Linked DNA regions of Hordeum vulgare: region 1 is linked to region 2. The links are chromatin contacts, called in public HiChIP or PLAC-seq maps. All regions are on one chromosome and are shown on one strand. The core of a region is the stretch at or near the end of the contact, and the rest is flanking DNA. Distances in the headings are between cores, read along the strand shown.

The links. HiChIP or PLAC-seq counts read pairs in DNA pulled down with a chosen protein or histone mark.
Region 1: a contact with region 2 is called in an H3K4me3 HiChIP or PLAC-seq map of embryo, with 6 times the contacts expected there. The contact joins the promoter of LOC123403205 here to the promoter of LOC123401805 in region 2. A contact is called at or near these places in 1 of 6 Hi-C or Micro-C datasets (leaf) and 1 of 1 datasets of contacts at active chromatin or transcription factors (embryo).

The regions. Positions count from the first base shown.
Region 1 is chr6H:513,659,762-513,666,372 of MorexV3_pseudomolecules_assembly, reverse strand. LOC123403205 reads right to left here and starts at 5,142. Exons shown (of 7, transcript XM_045097154.1): 1 at 4,818-5,142; 2 at 4,387-4,474; 3 at 4,217-4,288; 4 at 3,782-3,815; 5 at 1,704-3,159; 6 at 1,532-1,607; 7 at 1,140-1,455. The coding sequence starts at 4,848. The coding sequence ends at 1,410.
Region 2 is chr6H:513,236,171-513,242,796 of MorexV3_pseudomolecules_assembly, reverse strand. It overlaps LOC123401805 (multiple organellar RNA editing factor 3, mitochondrial-like), which reads left to right and starts at 4,581. Exons shown (of 4, transcript XM_045095655.1): 1 at 4,581-4,979. The coding sequence starts at 4,621. It also overlaps the pseudogene LOC123401806.

The sequences.
Region 1 (6,611 bases), core at 3,893-6,392, 420 kb before region 2:
CAAACTAAATCTTTAGATGATATGAGGTTACAGCTAGGCACTATTGCAAGGATCTGAAAGATGTGGCAAGTTTGTGGAGAGTTAAGTTAACGGAAATGCCGAAAAGAAGAGCAAATCATACACAATGGTATCAGTATGTCACCATATGACCACCCCCAGTGTAGACATCAATACATCATTACATATTTTCTTACGTAAGTTTAGGAAAATTTCCATATTTAAATGGTCCAGCGAGTCCAAAGTTCATTTGTAATAAGAGATGATAAAATTGCACAAATTTATAATTCATAGACAACAATGGTTTCGCACGGTGCATTCAGAACTTACAGGAAACACTATGGATACAGGAGAATCGAGAGAACAAATTTAACTAGTAGCTCATTGTTAAAAATAGTTGCAGCTTCGAGCTAGTACTTTGCAGAAGGTTATGCAACTACAATATGAGATCAAGTTGAAAATCATCTTACTCTGGCAGATGGAAACCATGAAGAGAGCTTCAGAAGAGCAACAACCATGATAGGTCGACTTGTCATGTCTGCAGAGTAACAGTTAAGGCCGAGCTCCACAGCCTCCAAGCATCATATTTGTTACCTGGACAAGTTGACTTGACAACAGTACCATAGAAAAGTAATACTGCCAGATGAAATATTAGCCCTGCAAAAGTCCATGGTACAGGGAGCCGACGCCCCGGACTACTGACCTCAGGGGCTGACTAAGCACCATTAGTACAACTGGCGCCTAACTGCCCCACATTGAGCCCAATAATCATTTTTCGAGACCGGAACAAATGATAGTAAATTACCACACTTGGTTGCGCCCACCTCACAAGTTGCTCTACCCATGGTTCATTTATTCATCCTAATACAGTTCTTTTCAACTAAATGCCAATTAAATAAATGGTTTTTTAGAAAAGGAGGAGTACCTCCGGCCTCTGCATCAGCACGATGCATACGGCCCCTTTATTAATAAAAAGACAGAATTAAATAAATGTTTTACTCAGTAATCCTGGAAACAATTATTGAAAGTATAGTTCATGAAAGCAGAAAGGAGAATGACAACAAACTGCTGGTGGATCACACAACAATGTGATTTAAATATGTGCCAGTTTTTGGAATAGTGCAAAATGAAAACACCACCAGTCTTGCAACAGGCTAGTATATTTCCAAAATCACCAGTCTTAACCATGTCAGAGTGCACAAAAAAAGCTAATCACAGGGTTCATGTAAGCACATGTGCTAGCTTTCCAGTGATATGGCATAAAAGATGTCCACCGCATGCAGACTTCCCCCAGCAAAACAAAACATGCCCATCCCATCCCACATTGTAAGGTAAAATTGTCCATCCCATTCAATATCCCAATTCGCAGCACCGTGCAAGGGCTGACACCTAAAAATGTGTATTGACCATCCTCACTGCTCAGCACCATCCAGTATGCTCCTAACTTTGTCGATGGAGCTGCACACATTATAACATATTATCAGACCATTTACGTGCACAACAGAGGGAGTGAGGGAGATAATGAAAAAGGTACCTTTTCGGCAGATTAGGTAAGAGACTCTGGACAGCATTCATTACAATGTCGTCTTTTTGGTTCTTCGCTTCAGGATCTATGGCAAAGAAAAATCATTACCCTACATGGGGATTGGAAACTGAAAAGAGAAAAAAAAACAAATAGAAAAGTTTACTGGTGGTTCACAATGTACCTTTAGGATCTTGAGAATTAGAACTGCCTCCAAGATAACATCCGGTGAGTTCATCAACCACCTCGTCTTCAGTCAACATGTTTTTAAGAATGTGCCCAATAAGCTCGTGTGCGATACTTGCAGTGTCATCACATAATGCAGAGAGATCTTCTTCAGAGTATCTAGTCATCTCCACATTGTCCTTCTCCAAACTAGGATCCTTCATACTGCCAGCAGCTTCACTGTCTCCATCATGTCCAGCACCATCAGTGTACTCAGAATCTTCATTGCTATTGATCATGAAATTTGAAGAGCAGCCCTCATCCATGTGCTGCTGAGAACGAACATCAAAGTAGTTATTTGAGGCGAGTACAAAATCATTATCTTCACTGCACCTGTCACTCTCTAAGCTAACTTCGTCATCGCTCGAGTTTTCTTCAGTGGCACCACGTGCCAAAGATCTGAGGCAACTGCTTAAATCCAAGACAGCGTCTACTTCCACTTCCTTTCTCTCTTCTGTGAGAATAGCCTGTTGACATTTAGGAGACAATCGAGCTAAGAAACCAATGGCGCGTACTGCCAAATCCGGTAAATTACCATCATCGCACTCAAACAAGCATTCTGTCAAGTACCTCCTCACAGCTGCTTTGAATGATGCCATCTTAACTTCAGAACCTTGACCCGTAATGCGCCGCAGCAACTTCATGTCATCAGTATCGACGTTTGGAAGTGACCATAGAGCATTCAGGATATCTTGCTGCAATGATATAGTCGCACGTGGAAAGGGAAAGAACTCTGACTGTGAAATATCGATGCTCCTTAGTGTTAGTTTCCGATGTAGGTTCATCACTGACAATGCTTTTGCAAAGTTCTTTGGAAGATCCTTGCCTTCCTGCAGCTTTGCTATCATATTTCCACACCTTTTCCTTATCAAATTAATAAGATGGCTTCTGCTGGAAGTTCGAGCTACATGCAGAAATTCTGGGGGGCATGATTTTCCTGTGAGCTTTCTATTGATTGCAATAGCAGCTTGTTGGGGAATTTCATCCAGCCCAGCTAAAGCTTGATCAATAGATGACAGAAGCATTGGTGAAACAGGTGTTCTAAGACGGAGAGAATTAGAACGGTAGCTACATGGATTTGTTAAAATTTCAGATAATCGCATACCAGTTTCACTGTCCAACTCAGCCAAGTATTTTGGAAGGTGGTCCTTCACTATTTTAATCATTGTAGGCCTAATCTTCCTGAAATTAATCCCATTGTGGGCAACAATATTAGCCACTGACTCAAGTGCTTCATTGCTTAATTTGCTGATTGTACAGTGCATGATCTTCCAGCTTTCTGGACAGAGAGAGCCATCCTTCTGTTTTTGCAACTTAAAAAGCTCGAGACCATCCAGAACTTCATGATGAATGTAACACTTCCTTTGCAAACCAAAACTTTCTTCGACATTAAATCTTACCCTCTCGCTGGACACCTGGAATAAACATTTCTCGATAAGATGCCCAGTTACTGTCATGTTTATGCTACATGGATGTTAACTAAAGCAACAAAAAAGAGGGTAAAATAGTCTATAAGAGACCTCCGTAATAAAGAAGGCAGGAAAACCATGAGATAGTAATAAAACAATGCATTTCAAAAGTAAAATAGTATAAACTGCGACATAGTAACAAGAGATGTGTTGTATGTAATATACAAAATACTGCATAGGTTATCTTACAGAAGAGTACTCTCAAGGATCAAATCAAATGATTACTATGAAATTATTCGCCAAAAAGAAGTGATTACTATGAAATTGATAGAGCCAGCAAGTATGGAATATTGATCGAGCAATAACAATGAGCCCTAATCCCATCAAAGCCATGTTGTATATCCTTCCACAAGTGTAGTTATTTGAAGCAACATATTTGATCACACAGCATGTTAAAACTGCTAAATGTTCTCTTATTATTGTACTAGAAATATAATTGTCTGCCATTTATTCATATATAAACCTAACGGATAAATAAGTAGCTACGCAAGCAACATCAATGAGGGGAGTAAAAAACTGAAACTGAAAACCGTAAGCTGTAGGTTCTGTTAAAGTATGGACAACTTACTTCATCGGTCCTGACATCCGATTCAGCCAAGTAGCTGTACAACAGAGATTTTATGGGGGGTTACTAGAAGATTGATATGGCTAAAGTAACCTTATAAGTAGAGAAACACGATAATTGGAAATCTGGTAGGTTTGCCATATTTTACAACCCAAGATCACATGGAGCTGAGGTAACTCACTAAATCAGTGGATGCTGTTTTCAGATGAGCAATATGGGTCAGACTATGGGTCATTTTTGTGCATACATGAAGATTGAGTTTTGCTCTATCAAAGCTTTTGACACAAACTCTTGAAAAGATGGAGCCATGCATGGAGGTAACTCACTAAATCAGTGGATATTGTTTCAAATGAGAAATGTGCAGCTCTGTGAGTTGTAATAACGCGCCGCATCTAGTTTAGACAAGGAAATAACTGTCACAGGTAGTAGAATACTTACACAACTTTCAGAAACTTTGGTCGCTTAAGTTTGAAGGGGACACCTAATTCAGGATTCAGCGAGGCCAGCCATCTTCATGCATAGATAGATGAATAAAACAAATATGTAAGGTGCTGTTAAGAGGGGGCAGGGGCATGCATATAGAAGAGCAGAGCAAGCACTGCACGGACCTTCGCTTCTTCTTGATCAGACCTTGCTGCCGCAGAAAAAGAGAGCACAGCCTGTTACCATCCTTGAAAGAGAAGTCGGCCGTGTCCTCTGGGTAAACCACACAGAACAATATATTCAGATGTACGTATAACATAACAAGAGACAAATTGGTGTATGGATGGTGTCACTTCGAAGTGTGGAAACCAAGTATTATAAAACAAGATGATGTCAACAGAGATGCATACAGCTCAACTTGGATGCATCATCAATTCATTCAGCATGAGAAACACAAGCATAGCAACTATGGACGGACGCTGTCGCTAGGAAGTGCTTTGTATGCAGATTATTATTCTAGAAGCCCCATGACATTTACAGTAATGAAATGAGTTTCAGGTTTTTGCAGACTAGGCACTATAGTGGCTTCAGAAGAATGACGGTGAGATGAAATCACCTTCCTGTGAACCTTCCTGCGAAGAAAACATCTGGGTCCTTCCTTCCGTCGCCGCTGCCCAAGGTCGAAGTCGCCCGCGGCGGCCGCGGGGAAGCGAGACAGGGAGCCGCCAGCAGCAGAGACCGGATGAGGAGGGTAAGAGAAGGGATGGGTGAGGCAGCGGCGGCGGGGAAGCAGATGGCAGGGAAGCGGCAGCAGAGGACGGCGCGGCGGCGGCGGCGGCGGCGGCAGCTTCAGGGAAGCAGAAAGAGGTGGAGACCGGCTGCAAAACTCCTCCCCCGCATACCCTCTCCGATCTGTCGCCACCTGTCCTACCGGGGCATCCCACGGCACCCGCCCACGCCTTCCATAATAGTTTGATTTTCTAGCTTTGTGGTTGTAGCAATTTTTTTTATCCATGGGCATCCCTACAATATAATATCCTCCCCTAGAGCATGGTCGTATAAGAGCATCTTCAACAGCACGTCTAAACAAATTTATATATACGTTTTGAACGACCACGTTCAAAAACCGTCGTTCAGTAACTCATTTAACCTGATGTGTAACAATACACATTCTTCAAATTAGCCTTGACCATGTCCATGCTTGGATAACGTGAAGGCGTCATCCAAAGCATAACCGAAGCCATGATTCCTCCCTCCCGCCAACTCTGTCGCTCTTTCTTCTGCCAACTCACTTGCTCTGTCGCTCTTTCTTCCGCCAACTCACTTGCTCTGGAGACGACGAAGCACAACCGACGAGCGTCACCTTGCATAACCCTCCATTTAAAAAAACGCGTGTTTCTGACCATGATCTATAAAAACATTTAAAAAATCCTCACCTATATCTAAAAAATATTTCAAAAGCATTCTCATCGTGCCCAACCAGCTTACGCCATATGGCATAGTTGGTTGCCTGTCAATCTCACGATGCTTAATGTGTTTAAAAAAACATGAGTTTCTTACCATCATTTAAAAAATATTTAAAAATCCTCACCTATATCTAAAAAATATTTCAAAAGCATTCTCATCGCGGTCAACCAGCATACGCCACGTGGCATAGCTGGTTGGCTGCCACTCTCGCGATGCTTAATGTGTTTAATGTTGAACTTTGGTGTATCATCACAAGTGCGAGGTAGTCCACTTGGGGGGGCAAGGGATGCCGTCAATTCAAAAAAAACATATGCATATGTCAAAGCAAAATTCACTAAAAGACCGAATTGGTCTACTAAAGAGGATAAACTATTGGTGGCACCATGGCTGCACACAACTTTGGATGTTGTGATAGGGACACATCAATCTACAAATCCTTATTGGGGTAGTATCTATGATTACTATAGCACATGCAAGAAAGTGTCATGGCCGGTGCGTGTTCGAAATGTACTCAATTATCGTTGGAGCACTATTAATGAACAAGTCAACAAGTTATGTGGATACTATCAACAAATACTTAATAGAAACCAAAGTGGGGTGACTATTGCTCAGCAAGTACACATCCATCCTTTTAGTTCAATTCTAAACTTTTATATGTTGTGTGAGAGTAATAGGTGTTTATTTGTGCAGCCAGTCAAGGCACTTGTTTTGTACAAGTCCAAAGATCCTAAAAATAGGCCATTTGCATTAATGCATTGCTGGTTAGAATTGCAAAAGCACCCAAAGTGGGAGAATCATGTGGTTTCTAAGGGGCCTCGAAAAAAGCAGAAGAAGAATTCTGATGCAAGTCCACGTACAACATCTAATGATGAAGACTTCGGATGTACTAATGCTCTTGATACAGAGATAAGGCGTGATGGTAATAAGCGAGATAAAGAACGTT
Region 2 (6,626 bases), core at 3,332-5,831:
AGAAGAAAGCATCCAGTGCCCAGGGGAAGTCTAATCTTTGATACAAAACTTCAAAACCCTATCCTTTTACTAATATAACACATCCAAATTTTCAATGTAGTTTTTATAATCAAGTTCATATTTATCTATTTTAGATCATCTACCTAAAGCCTATAATTAATTAAGTATATGTCATGGTTATATAGCCATTTAAGAATAAACATTTAAAAAAAATTTAGGACCTCATTTCGATTTTCGTCCCGGGCCCCTAAATTTCAGGAGACGGCCCTGCAGAATCTATTTACAAATGATAAATGTTTTGTGGCGAAACTAAGTTATGAGTTGGATCCTTGTATCACAAATTGTTTGTCCAGAAAGTCTGTCACTGCTACTTGACAGCTCTTTTGAAGACGAGATCAACATTGAAGTCATATTAAAATGTCATGAAAGGGAAACGACATAGATCATTACACAGAATTTTTGTTCCAAGTAGCTGGGCCAAGCATTAGGCAAACAGTAACTGAAATATGCCTCACATATTAATTTGACATAAAACTTTTTGGACATTACGATCAGGATGAATTCAATAAGACAACAACAGCTGATCATAAGGACTTGCACAATTTGTATGTAAACTGCTGACCAGAGAATAGACGATTTGATACATATTAGTAGCAGCTCGGAAAGAAACCAGCATTGCACTTTGTTTAGTTAATCCTTGTTACAATAACAATGTGCCATGATCTAAAATATAGCATGCACAAAACCCATAACTAACTAAAGTCAGCATTCCACTTTGGTGAGCTATGTGCTAGTACCGATTTCAACGGTTACAAGACTGAGAGTTTGAGATGTGACCTTCAGCTATGCCACAAAGTACTCCCTCCGGTTCCAGTTACTTGTCTTAGATTTGTTTAGATATTGATGTATCCAACACTAAAACATGTCTAGATACGACAAGTAATATGAACCGGAGGGAGTAACAGATATTTTTTTAATAAGAAAGTCTGAAACAAGGTAATATGATTCAGATCAACATGTTTCTGTGCATATTCGTCCAATGCATGGTCATGATCCGTAACAAGTCAAATCTCATAACATAAATGACATTATGTTTTCCGGTGTCATATACTCATATACTCCCTCTGTCACAGAAATGGATAAAAATGGATGTATCTAGAACTAAAAATATGTCTAGATACATCCAGTTCCACAACAAGTAATTCCGGACGGAGGGAGTATTAAGTTTTCTCCAGCACAGAGAATTGCCCGTTGCAAGCTCCATACGTGAATATATAACAAACTCATATTACTTGCATCATGACTAACTATCACAAACAACAACCAAGTAATTAAGCAAACATACAGAAGCTGTAACAAAAATGCAAGACAACAGACAGGAAGCAAGGGCTAGCACCTATACCTGGAGTGTAGAAGCTCATGTAGGGTAGAACGCTAAGGTACTGTCCGGGCTCGTCAACCTTCCTGGCTCGCCCTGACTTTAGCTCTATAGTGAATAAGCCAACATATGTGCTTATGAAGATGACACCCACACCCTCTGCGGAACCAACCACAAATGGTTCCCATTTGAGATCGACATCGGGTATAATTTTCTCGAGCTCGATGACCCGGCATTGTACCCATTCTGCAGCTGCTTCTGAATCCACCTTCCGTGACCACAAACAAAGGCTAGAATTATTGATGCAGGCAAACCCCAGCGAACTGTCCTCCATCACCATGAGAGTCATTGGGGTCAAATCATGTGGCGGCTGGTTAATCATGGAGAAGCAGCTGTTTGGCAAGTTGTACTTGATGATTTTGTCAACCGACTGAAGAGTGAAGTAGACTGCATCTCCAATGACAGCTACTCGGCGAGGCATGACATAAGGTAGGTGGTAGAAGTATTCTGCAATGTCATCTCGCTTGAGCTGGGCATAGCCTTCACAACCTCAACCATCGTCCAGGCATACTGGCGCACTCCACGCACCTGTCACCGATGAGTACACTCTTGCCTTAACGACACGGTCGGCGCTACCGGTGGCCAGGAAGGCCACGCGGAAGGGGCCGCCTTGGCAGTCGAGATGTTGGCAGCCATCGGCGACGCAGAACACCGCGGCGGTCCAGATGAGCGAATCGAAGTCCAGCGCGGGCACGACGTGTCGGTCGCCCGTGAGGGGGTCCGAGACGACGAAAACCAGGCTCCTGTCCTGCACCATGTGGACGAGCACGCGGCCGTGGCGGCAGTCGAGGGTGGTGGGGTGCTCGCCGTCGCGGTCGGAGCCCGGGTAGGGGAAGTCCGGCATCGACGTGGTGGAGGCAAAGCGGTGCGCGGGGCCTCCTTGGAGGACCTGGAGCATGTGGAGGAGGCCGAGGAGGGGAGGGGCACCATGGAAGTCGCGGTAGCGGCGGCAGAAGGCGGGGTCGCAGACGATGCGGAGCCACGACTTGCAGACGATGGCAGCGCGGAAGAGATGCTCGGGCTCGTCCGGAGGGAGGCGTAGGAGTACCTCGCCGACGAGCTCGTCCAACAGCTCCGTCGGCGGCGCCATGGTACGGTAGTGGTCGGCGGAATGGATGGGGGTCGCCGCCGCCCGCCGGGTCGGGTGGGGAGGAGACGAGGAAGTGAGTGACGGCAAGGCACGCACGGCCCGTTCTACTTGGTTCGGTTCGACCAGGGTCTGGGCCGCAGGCTGGGTACATCTTATTCGGAGAAAAAAAATAAGAACATCGAGATGCAATTTTTATTCTTTTTAACACAATACAAACACAAACATTCATATTTTTTTATTTTTCTGTGGGGTCTTTGTTCTTTTCTCCATGTTTTTTGGACTATCTTTTCTTTTTCTATTTTCTTTACATATCTCTGGTTTTTTGTTTCTTTCTTAATTTTCATCCGTTTTGTTTTGTTGCTCCTTGTTTTCTCATGGGTTTTCATGGTTTTCTTAGGGTCTTTCATTCCTTGATTTTCTATCACTTTTCTTTGTTTCCTTTATTTTTCCTTGAACACATGTCTACATTTTTATACACATTTTAAAATTTTATGTACACATTGGAAATATTCATACACATTTAACATTTTCAAATACATAATTAACATTAAAAATATATTTGATGATTATTATTTTCATACACATTGTACATTTGTGGTATATACTTCCTCCATTCTTAAATATAAGTCTTTTAAAAAGTTTCACTAGGAGACTACATACGGATGTAAATAGACATACTTTAGAGTATATTTTGCTCCGTATGTGGTCCCTATTTAGGAATGGAGAGAGTATAAGAAAAAATAATAAACATGTTTAACCTTTTTTAAATATATGAGTAACATTTTTAATACACAATCAAGATTTTTTTTAAATGCCTTTTACATTAAACTTTTTAAATACATATTCTACATTTTTCATACAAATTCGAAATATATCTTTTTGTACACATTTAATTTTCTAGAAATACTACATGATTATTAATATTTTCATTTTTTTTGTCTTTGGTGACTACATTTTCAGACATATTGTACATTTTTTGTATATACCAGGAACATTTTTCTATACACGGATAAAGTTTTTGCAATATATGATTAACATTTTTCTTATACACGATCAACACTTTGTAAAATTATGTTTTACGTTTAATTTTTAATACATGTTCTATATTTTTTGTATACACAGGAATATTTTTTGTACACATTTAAATTTTTTAGAGAGATGATTAGTTTTTTTTAAATGCTTGATTAATATTATTTTAAATCCAGGACAAAAAAATTCACACAATGTATTTTTTGTATATATTTTTAGTATACATTAGAAACACTTTTATCCACGCAATTAACATTTTACAAATGCTTTGTTTTCATTTTTTTCAAAACAAATGTAATTTTTTTTGTTATATACATTTTGAGATATTTGGAAGTATAAGAAAAATTATGAAAGAAAAGCAAACAACAGCAAAAAAACATGAAAATAAAAACAAGATGTTGCCACCCGCGAGCTGGGCGGTCTAGTCTCGCGCTCGATATAGTGAGCTTATCCTAGGTCTTGTGTCATGCGAGACATAGTAGCCCCCTAAATTTAAACCAAACATTCAAAATTTATTTCACGTGTAACAATCCCTGCTAGGTTGGCCCACATGGATTAGGAGGCCACGACCTCGGCCAATCTACGTGGATTAAGCCCAGACCCTTTTTAAAAGAACACCACACTTTACTTATCAAATAAGTTTACTGGGATACATAGGTGATCCATGGATCATTAAACCACATCTAGCGATCTTACAGAGTGTAATGACAATCTAGCTAGTCTGTGTGTCTTATCACTGCTTGCGCGGTACTCATTGACAAATACTCACTCCGTCTTAAAATTCTTGTTTTAGGTTTGTTGAGAAATTGATGTATCTAAATATTAAAACTTGACTAGATACATTTATATATATATACAAATCTAAGACAAGGAATTTTGAGACGGAGGGCAAATTCACAACTCTGGAGTTGCCTCTGGGCCCGAACTAAACACGGCTAGGGACTCTGGGCCTGAGCCCAGACACATCGGTCTCGCGCACCAGCATAGCCTGCGCCGGCAAGTGCAAGCCCCTAAAAAAAATAGTGCAAACCCTCCTATTCCGACCTTCCCAAATTCCCCAACCATGGCGGCTGTAGCTGTTACACGCCGCAGGCTCTCGGCGCTCCTCCTCTCCCCCCGTGCGATACCCCGTCGCTTCCTCCTCCTCGCCGGCGCCGCTGCCTCCGCGTCCTCCGCCCACCCCTCTCCGTGGGCGCCGCCGTCGCGAGGGGCGAAGACGGCGTTGCCGGGAAGGCCCGGCCATTCTCCGCTTAACGACCCGTCCCCGAACTGGAGCAACCGGCCGCCCAAGGAGACCATCCTGCTGGATGGCTGCGACTACGAGCACTGGCTCATAGTCATGGAGTTCCCCGCCGACCCAAAGCCCTCCGAGGAAGATATGGTGGCCGCCTACGTCAAGACCCTCACCGCCGTGCTCGGAAGGTATGCGCACTTCTCTGGTTCTGCTATTCATCAGTCTGCGTTTATTTAGATTCTTCGAAAGCATTCTGTATGTCCGGGAACACCGGCCTTGTCCTTGCTGCTTGGTGTGATTTCATCTTCAGGCATATCCGTTCTTTTACGACTAGGGCGGATCATTCATAGTCCCAATCAGTATTAGAGAAACTTTAGTAGAGTCAGCTATATCCCCGGTCATGTATGGGATATGGAGGCCGTGCCAGCGACCGCTGTGCGCAAACACAGAGTTGCCATAATGCGGCCTTCATATCTTTTCTTTTCTGTTCTTTTGTTGCATCAACTCAAAAATCCACACACTCAATTTGAGGTACTAAAACACTAATTTGTGATAACATTGCATTACAAAGTGGTTAAGTAGAAGTAGAAAAGTTGATTGGCGACATTTATTTACTATGTCTTGGAGAAGCACTAGTTGCTCCCCACCGCGACTATGGTGAATGCAGTGCAAGCACACATGCATATGTGACGAGTCGACTGGTCCTCTACGCACGACGGTGTGACGGTCCAGCGACCACGTCTTCGTCCCATTCCTGCCGGCGGTAGTCAAGGTCGGAGACAGATTTTTCAAGACGGGCAAGCCCCAATGTGGTGCGGCTTGTCTCGATGAATGACACCATGTTCATATCGATTGTGTGCCATCTGATGCGCTCCCTCTCAGCCGCCGAGTCCATTTGTTGATCCTTGTAATGGAGCCGGATGGCACGGTCTCTCTTCGCCCGCAACGCCTTCCCAACGCCGGTATGCTTGAAGATTTCTCCGGGGCGGATGGCTGAGGCGTGGGCGGCGTAGCGCTCATCCAGTGCCTCCTTAACAGAGAGGCGGCAGGGAGCACGTGGTGCCCGGTATGAGCTGCGTGGGCGAGCCCTCGCGTGCTCATATGGGATTTGCACTTAGTCGTGTTGGATATCCCAAACAACGCAATGTGTTTTGGGATTTCAGTCCGACCACTCCTCCTGCGCGGGATCCTACAACGCGGCATCCTGCTCCATGGCCTCCTCCATCGCCTTGCAGCAATGCCACTCCTGCTCCTCGGCGATGAGGTCAGCCTTCTCCGACGCTTCCTCCTCATCAAAGATCCACTCCTCCTCCGAGAGCGAGACCCAGTTTCACCCAGGGAAGCGGCATAGTTTCACCCGGGGAAGCGGCATGGTGCAAGGAGAAAGAAAGTGGCTACAGGCAGCGGTGTTGGAAGTGGAGGTTGTGAGCTATCCGGCCATGGGACGACCTTTTTATAGCCGTGGGCGGCGGGCAGCGAGAAAATGCGGTGGGAGTGTCCATAGGCAGTTGGCACACGACAACCGCCATTAATTGTCACGCTTCCCGTTGCCATGGGTGAAAGGAGATGGGCCGTGTGGGAGGACGAGGATGGCGGTGAAACTTCCCTTCCGCGCAAGCGGTTGGCGATGGAGCGCCCTTCGAACCAACGCCCACAATTTCCAAGTATGGAGGCTCGTTGGCCTATATGGAGCGCCCTCTAAAAATTATGGTGACTCGGCACTCTGCTAGAGTAGCCTTTTGGGCCAGAATTGCCATATTGGCGGTTATTATGACGATCGGGCCGATACGTCGACTCTGCTATAGTTTTTCTTACCCTTTTACTTGAGGAGGTGC